Regions from separate parts of the Ovis aries genome. Here region 2 is linked to region 1. The links are chromatin contacts, called in public Hi-C maps. All regions are on one chromosome and are shown on one strand. Each heading gives the region's core, a stretch centred on a gene start, on an enhancer-like site or on the middle of the called end of the contact. The rest is flanking DNA. Distances are from core to core; before and after follow the strand shown.

Region 1 (4,277 bases), core at 179-2,678:
TTGGGCAAGAAGGTGAGGAAGTGCTCCAAAACCAGTTGGTGGATGGTCTTGGGTCCACTAGTAGCATCTCGGAGTAAGTCTTGGCCCAGCTTGGAGTTGGGAGGGACTCTCAGTATAAAGGACCGTTTTGGCTTGGTGGGCATAGGGACCACTTTTGCAGCCATCGTGCCTTGAAATCACACACCACACTTGTTTCTGCAGAGCTTCAAGAGCCACCTCTTACTGGAGAAAACCTATCAGTCAGCTATAGATGAGAGAAACCATGGGTCAGGCTGAGCATGCCTCTACTCCAATGTTTCTTGGGCGGTGAGGCCACGTGAAATCTAAATCAGTAAGGAAAGATAAGCTGGGGTAGGGAACTCACGACTGAAAGGAAGACCCCTGCACCTGATACTCTCAGCAAGACCTGAAAGGAATATCCTGCGAATGGAAGATGTCTAAACCTCAAGGGCCAAACAGAAGGGAGCAAAGACAACCGGCAGAAGACCAAGGGTCTTCCTCATGATAATGCGAAGCTCAAACTCCAAACTCCAGGAAAAATGGTTTCACTCACGCTGGGAAAAAAAAAAAAAAAAGCAACGGGCCAAAAGACAGGAAATCCGAGGTTCAATAACGAGGGCATCTGGTTAGAGGTCAGCTTGGCAACTGAACCTGGCCTCACCGTAGCCCTTGGACCGCATGTCCCTAGGATGTCATTCAGGGGGCAGTTGGCCCAAGGAGCAACCGCAAGGCAGCATGAGGGGTCTACATGTGGCCAGCCGACTCTTTTCCGCCCTCAAAGTCTTGTAAGAGGAACAGGGGGCATCCCGGTAGGGCCCACCGGTCCAGGCCCACTCTGCAGCCTCTCCCACTGGCCAAGGAGCATCTTCACCGCAAAGCCCAGCTGGTTGCCTGGGGTGCGCTCCAGCAATGGCCCCTGTTTCGCTCCCTAGAGGCCGCCTCAGTCTGGTTCCCGCCCTCCCGGAGCCCCTCACCTTTTGGGGTTCTGCTGTGCCTGGGCGCACGCTGGGGACAACCCCGGACCCAGACTCAGGGAGGGACTGGGAAACTAGGCGCGAGAGGCCCAGCCCAACCCTCGCCCTTCGGGGTGTCCTCACTGGCAGCCAGCTATTATTTGTGTGAGCTGCGGTTAGTTGGTGAGGACGACCGGGACGCGGTGTCTTCTGGGAGACCGGGTGTCTAGGCGGCCGTGATGTCACGCCCGGTGCCTCGTTTCCGGCGCGGAAGCCTGGTCTCCTCGCTTGGAGCGGGCAGTCTGCGCTTCAGAAGGCGAGGCTCGAGGCCGACCAGCAGGACTTTCAGGACCGCAGGGAGGCCAGGTTGGCAGCATCCGCTTTCTCTGCGGCTGTACCTGGGAGACGGAAAGCTAAAGGCTAGCTCCAGCCCGCCAAACCTGGTTGGCACCACTCCAAGTACAGAAGAGCCAAATACAGGGGCTGCTGGGAAATGTAGTTCGGCGCCACACAGCCAATGGGAGATCGTCAGGCTCAGCGGTTGGGGCCGAGCAGGATCTGGGCTCGACCGGAAGCGGGCTGGCGGGAGGACCGGAAGGTCTGTGCGAGGCGGCCGCAGTTTCCGCCGCAGCACCTGGGGTCTATCAAAAAACTGAGGTGGCGGTGAGTTGGTGGTGGGTTTTGGCCTCTATCGGGTCTAGGGTTCTGTTCCAGCCGTCTCTTTCGGTAGGGGCCGCCCGTTGGTCAGAGCCAGGCGACGCTCCCCTACACTGCGGTCTGGACCGGCCATCTTACTTTCTGAGGAATCCTAACTGTCCATTCCGCTTCCGTTCTCCGTTTATCTTTTCTTTCTGCCTTGTTCACATACTCGATTCATTCGCCAGGGAGGTATTGGTCAAGATTTTGGGCCACACAAGAGCAGAGATTGCCTTATTTCTCTGTGTAAGTCATTGTCAGTCAGGATGACTAAACTGAAAATATAAACGAGTCTCTTTTCTTAACGGAAACTGAGTGATTCAGCCATGGTCTAAAATGTGTTTTGAAGAGACTATTGTCAAAACTGTGTGGCAAAAAATCGCAAACAAAAACTGTATAGCAATAAGTTAAAGAATACCTGTCTTTCCAGACATCAAAATTACCAAACAAAAACCTTCTTTAGTCAAAGCTGTATAGTGTGAACTACGAGTGAATAAATACAACAATAAATGCTAAAATTGATCTGAATATATGTGTCGACCGTATGAAAGGGTGGCTTTTAAGCTTGGTACTAGCAAAAGTTGTGTGTGCTTCCTGCAAAAAAGGAAGACTCCTGTCTTTAAATACCGCCAAATTGGGATTTAGTAGCCAATGAAAGAATATTTACGAGAACGCTAAGTTTAATATTGAGGCAGAGTAGGAAACTGAGGTGCCTTAAAGTAGAATATAAACTTGTGAGAATGTATGAAAAAAAGAAACTTTAGAAAATAATATTGATCAAGTCAAACAAGCGGTAGACTGGAATGTAATTGTGCAAGATAAGTCAAATAAAGAATAAGGCATTCCCAGCATACAGAGCTCCTGCCAACTGACCGAAGACTGAGGCAAAGGCCATGGAACCATTCCATACAGGAGGAAAGCTAAATGATATTGACATTTGAAAGATGTTTAGTGGGAATTCCCTGGCCGTCCATTGGTTTGATTCCTGGTCAGGGAACTAAGACATTGCATGCATGACAGCGTGGTGAAAAAAAGAAAGAAAAGATGCTTAGCCACAGTTTGGCAGTCTTTCAAAATATCAGCATAGAATTATTATCAGTTCAGTTGCTCAGTCATTTCCGACTGTGCAACCCCATGGACTGCAGCATGGCCAGGCTTCCCTGTCCATCATCAACTCCCAAAGCTTGCTCAAACTCATGTCCATCCAGTCAGTAATGTCATCCAACCATCTTATCCTCTGTTATCCCCTTCTCCTGCCCTCAATCTTTCCCAGCATCAGGGTCTCTTTCATGAGTCAGTTTTTTTTATCAGGTGACCAAATTATTGGAGATTCATCTTCAGCATTAGTCCTTCCAGTGAATATTCAGGGCTGATTTCCTTTAGGATTGACTGGTTTGATCTCCTTGCAGTCCAAGGGACTCTCAAGCGTCTTCTCCAACACAATAGTTCAGAACCATCAAGAATTACTATAGGATCAAATAATTTCATTCCTAGGTATAAACCCAAGAGAAATGAAAACCTATACACAAATGGCATTGTTCATACTGGCTAAAAAGTAGAAACAACCCACTTGTCTGCGGAACAGATTAAGATGTATATCCATATACTGCTAAGTTGCTTCAGTCGTGTTTGACTCTGTGCGACCCCATAGACGGCAGCCCGTCAGGCTCCTCCATCCCTGGGATTCTCTAGGCAAGAACACTGGAGTGGGTTGCCATTTCCTTCTCCAGTGCATGAAAGTGAAAAAGTGAAAGTAAAGTCGCTCAGTGTCTGACTCAGCGACCCCATGGACTGCAGCCTACCAGGCTCCTCCGTCCATAGGATTCTCCAGGCAAGAGTACTGGAGTGGGGTGCCATTGCCTTCTCCATATAATGAGTTATTTAACAGTTAAAAAAGGAACAAAGCAGTGATACATGCTGCAACATGAATGAACTTTTGACACATTGTGCTAAGCCAAAGAAACCAGTCACACAAGACCATATATTGTAATTCTTATGTGAAATGTGCAGAACAGGCAAATCTGTATAGATAAAAAATAGATTAGTGGTAGGCAGGGCCTGAAGGTAGAGGGGAAAGACCAGTGATTGCTAATGGGTGCAAGGCTTGTTTGGGGGGTGATGAAAATGTTGTGGAATTAGTGTTGACGCACACATTGTGGATATACTAAAATCCATTAATTGTGTATTTAAAAGGGTGCATTTTATGGGCTGTGAATTATATCTCAATATAAAAAAACCACCTGACAGGGAAAATTACATCCTACAAATACAAATATTTAATATTTAAAATATTTATGTCAGTTCAGTTCAGTTCAGTCGCTCAGTTGTGTCCGACTCTTTGCAACCCCATGAATCCCAGCACGCCAGGCCTCCCTGTCCATCACCAACTCCCGGAGTTCACTCAGACTCACGTCCATCGAGTCGGTGATGCCATCCAGCCATCTCATCCTCTGTCGTCCCCTTCTCCTCCTGCCCCCAATCCCTCCCAGCATCAGAGTCTTTTCCAATGAGTCAACTCTTCGCATGAGGTGGCCAAAGTACTGGAGTTTCAGCTTTAGCATCATTCCTTCCAAAGAAATCCCAGGGCTGATCTCCTTCAGAATGGACTGGTTGGATCTCCTTGCAGTC
Region 2 (4,598 bases), core at 1,326-3,825, 180 kb after region 1:
ATGGTTTTTCCAGTAGTCACGTATGGATGTGAGAGTTGGACTGTGAAGGCGGCTGAGCGCCGAAGAATTGATGCTTTTGAACTGTGGTGTTGGAGAAGACTCTTGAGAGTTCCTTGGACTGCAAGGAGATCCAACCAGTGCATTCTGAAGGAGATCAGCCCTGGGATTTCTTTGGAAGGAATGATGCTAAAGCTGAAACTCCAGTACTTTGGCCACCTCATGCGAAGAGTTGATTCATTGGAAAAGACTCTGATGCTGGGAGGGATTGGGGGCAGGAGGAGAAGGGGACAACAGAGGATGAGATGGCTGGATGGCATCACCGACTCGATGGACGTGAGTCTGAGTGAACTCCGGGAGTTGGTGATGGACAGGGAGGCCTGGCGTGCTGTGATTCATGGGGTCGAAGAGTCGGACACGACTGAGCGACTGAACTCAACTAAACTGAATCCTAGAAAGTTCCAAAACACAGGAAACAATTGTGTTACTAATCAAGGCCTTGTCCTCAAAACACTCCTGTGTCGCTTCTCTGCTGAGGGACCTCTGGGCAGGGTGCAGACTCACACACTCCTCTTGAGAAAAACAGACAGCCAGGTCCTCAAACAACACTGGTCCCTGAAACAACAGGACAGCCCATCTCAGGCCAAGCCAGAAAGCTACTACCTTACTCAGTCTGGGAATGCTGAGAAAAGCTAGAAATATCAGAGGCAAGAGCTTGTTGGAAAAGGTACCTGACCGCTGGGGTGGGGTTATGAGTGGGTTCTGAGGGCTGGAGGTAGGATTTAGGAAGGAGGGAGTAAAAATAGATGTAATTTTGGAGGCAGTAGTGTAAGGACCAAAACAGTAAACCCTGAGAAGTTCTGGAAGAGTCTGTTAGAAGAGAATAGAGGGAACAACTCTCAGCAAGGGAGTTAAGTAGGGTTGCTCTAAGGCAGCGCTACCCATTCTTTTTGGCACCAGGGACTGGTTACGTGGGAGACAGCTTTTCCACAGCCAGAGGTGGGGGGATGGGGAGGTGGTGGGTTTGGGGATAATTCAAGCACATTACATTTATTGTGCACTCTACACCTATTATTACATCAGCTCCACCTCAGATCATCAGGCATTAGACATTAAATTCTGGAAGTTGGGGACTCTTGCTCTAAGAGAAAGGAGATGAGTGAGCAGCCCAGGAAGAATCACAAAGCGAACACGAGGTCTAGGATTCTCCCAGTTATCTTTCCCTCTCCTTCTTCCTCCTGACACTAATTGTTAAGCGCAGTCACATCCAGGCCTATTTCTCCTTCGCTAAATTCACCAGTTCTATAAATCCTATAGAATTCTAGTGTGATTAAGAACCACCTGGGGTTTCTGTTCATTCAACAGGTGTGGAATAAAGCTTAGAAAACTGTTTAAGTTTGAGCAGCATTTCAGAAATACTCTGAGGTACTCTTACGTAGTCTCCTATGCGCCCTGTTCCCAGTTGGAGGTTCTAAAAGGCCGGTTCTGATTAGCCATTTCTTCTGTCTTAGGTAGGAACAAAGACAGCTTGGTAAAAGCGCTCACGGGGATCAGGAGCCTAACCCTCTTCTACAAGAGGCCAGGCGGAGGCCAGAAAGGAGCGACCGGACCTTGGACCAAGAGAAGGGACCTGGTCTCATCTGGGCCATGGTTGTAGGGAGTGTGGATGCCATCTTGGGGGGTGGGTGGGGTGGTGGTAGTGCATTCTTTCAGTCGCCACAGGGACCTCAGGGCAGATAAGGGAGGGGAGAGAATAGTTCTGCTGCTGCTGCTAAGTCGCTTCAGTCGTGTCCGACTCTGTGCGACCCCATAGACGGCAGCCCACCAGGCTCCCCCGTCCCTGGGATTCTCCAGGCAAGAACACTGGAGTGGGTTGCCATTTCCTTCTCCAATGCATGAAAGTGAAAAGTGAAAGTGAAGTCGCTCAGTTGTGTCCGACCCTCAGCGACCCCATGGACTGCAGCCTTCCAGGCTCCTCCATCCATGCGATTTTCCAGGCAAGAGTACTGGAGTGTGTTGCCATTGCCTTCTCCGGAGAACAGTCCTTGGAGGGGCCAATTCGGCTGTCGAACTCCTCCACGCACCCCCTTCGCTTCCCTGAATCCTTTAAGACCTTAGGCGATAACTCCTCTTCCGGGCTCAGCTTCGGAAAGGCAGACTCCCGGCCTGGTCGGGCCCCACCTAGGGCTCCGAGACTAAAAATCTCAGAAAGCCTGCAAAAGCAACAATAGCAACACGCAGCTGAAACTGGAGACGGGCAGCCGAGGCACAACTAAGCTCCTACGCTCCCTTACGCTAGACCCGCCGAGAAATCCGCGAGACGCGGTCCATCCTCGTGCTTTTCCGCAGCTCTGCCCTGTGATTGGCTAGCGTGATCTCAGAGGGGCTAGTCCCTTTTGAATATCGACCAATCGGGCGCCTTAACAGAAGATCTGAGGCTCACCGGGCATTCTGGGAGATATAGTTTTCCCTCGGTTTTCCCAAGCATTTCCGGTTCCGCTACCTGGGTCTCCTCTGTGAGCTCCCTACCCGCCGACTTGAGGAAGTGGAACGTTAGCTTGACCACGGAGGGAGGGGCGTAATGTTTCAAGGAAGAAGGAGAGCAAGCAGATGAGGAGAATCGGCTCTGAAATGTGGGTTCGGCAGGCATTGTCCCATGGGTCCTAAACTTCGGTCGAGCCGGGGTGAGGTCTCTGAGTGGCCAGGAGTATGGGTTCTAGTCTTGACCTGTGTCTTGGGTGGACTGCGAGGCGGTGGAATGTAAATAGGGTATCATCTGCGTGGGCAGAGTTCAGGTCGGCATAGGCGGGATTGCTGATATGTCCAAAGTATTCTAGGGGCATTGTGCCCGGGGAATGCAGCCCAACCGTCCCAGATTGAGCTCAGAGCCACAACGGGTCTCAAGCGGCAGTAGAGCCATCCGATTGCTTCAGTGGACATTGTAGGCCACCTAATAACTTCACAGTCGATCTGCCCCATTACCGCATATATCCTCTTTACTGGCACTGGGTGCCGTAGTGTAGGGGTGTGGTATTAGAAATTTGAGCTCCTTCCGCAGCTCTGCACTAATTGCTTGTGACCTTTTGGCCTGTATATCAATACAGCTTTGCCTTCTCCAGGTGAAAAAATATCAGAAGATCTCAGAATATCTCTCTTCAGAGGGCAGTTTCAAAGAAGTTTTCAGTTTACAAATGTGTTTGCAAAAACACGGATGATATTATCTTCATAGAAAATTCTGAGTACGTCTCAATATATTTTCTTGGGAGAATGCACCTACCTCTTCTGTTCACATTCCAGTCTCTAGATCTTAGTCAAGAGGTCACATAACCACACCTAGCTCAAAGGAGGCAAGTAAGCTAGTAGTACAGAGCAGCCCACACCCAGCTAAAAAGCACAAGTGCTATTACAGTGACAGAGAAGGAGGAAGCAGATATTGGAGACAGCTGGCAGTAAGTGCCATGGAGATATGTTGAAAATGGAAAAAGATGAATGGAAATGGATGGGAAGACATGAAGAATTACAGTAGAGAAAAATTGGAAATGACCTATTTTCTAAGTATTTTTCCTCTTTTGCAGGAGGAAACATTGCAGCCAATTAAGATGCTATATAGAAGTTTTTGATAACATGGGGAAATGTTTCCAATGTAAGTTTAAAAATGTGATACCAAGTTGTACATAAAATGCCAACATAATTAAAAATGTATTGAGGGACTTCCCTGGTGGTCCAGTGGTTAAGACTCCACACTCCCAAAGCCAGGGCCCCAGGTTAATTTTTTTTTTTTTTTTTAAAGACTGTTTCCCTTCCTCTTATAACCTGCTTACCAAGTTTCTGGTTATCGATTTAGTTTCCCAGGAACACTAAGAGAAGAGGTGTCTGGAGCAGGAATAGGAGCAGTCCAGTGACTCTTAACTATCAGAAAGTAAGCCAGAATTTGGTTTAAACCTCACTCTTCTGTGATTCTGGTGGGTAAGCCCAGTCTCAGGGTACACTGACAGAAAAATGGAGAATCAGATCCTCCCAATATACTGTCCTGACCCTCTTAGTCCAGGCTAAGTGACTCTGTCTCAATTTTAATTGCAGAAATCAGTATCATCCTTTGTCATCCAACTATACACTTGCATCATTTTCCAGCCAAAGGAATTTTTTTTTGGAAGCAACTTACTTGATTCCTGGTTGAACTATCTTTGATCCATGCAAATTTTCCCCTTTCACTTATTTTCCAATACAAATGTGATAAAGTCTTTGCTTCTTTAGACTTACGTGTATCCAGAGAGTTGTGGGGGCTTCTTTGTTGCTCTTTTGTTGTGGTGGTGATAGTTGTTTTTTGGCCATGCCGCCCAGCTTGTGGAATCCTAGTTCCCAGACCAAGGACTGAACCCAGAGAAATCACCAAGTCCCAGTCACTAGATCACCAGAAATTCCCTAGGGAGATTGTTTGCCCATGTAAATCTATTTTATGGATTTTTCTCTTTTCATTGTGGTTTATTACAGAATATTGAATATATTCCCCAGTCGTATACAGTAGGACCTTATTGTTTATTTACTTTATATATAGTAGTTTGTATTTGCTAATCCCAGACTCTTAAATTATTCCTCCACCA

The links. A called contact is a pair of places that touch in the nucleus more often than the background predicts.
Region 2: a contact with region 1 is called in a Hi-C map of muscle, with 3 times the contacts expected there. The contact joins the promoter of NAA60 here to the promoter of ZNF200 in region 1. A contact is called at or near these places in 3 of 16 Hi-C or Micro-C datasets (hypothalamus, liver and muscle).

The regions. Positions count from the first base shown.
Region 1 is chr24:3,222,577-3,226,853 of ARS-UI_Ramb_v3.0, forward strand. It overlaps ZNF200 (zinc finger protein 200), which reads right to left and starts at 1,429. Exons shown (of 5, transcript XM_004020732.6): 1 at 975-1,429; 2 at 1-244. The coding sequence starts at 164.
Region 2 is chr24:3,406,248-3,410,845 of ARS-UI_Ramb_v3.0, forward strand. It overlaps NAA60 (N-alpha-acetyltransferase 60, NatF catalytic subunit), which reads left to right and starts at 2,576. Exons shown (of 8, transcript XM_012104033.5): 1 at 2,576-2,681; 2 at 3,573-3,640. ZNF597 (zinc finger protein 597) reads right to left here. Exons shown (of 7, transcript XM_042240667.1): 5 at 2,024-2,210; 6 at 486-867.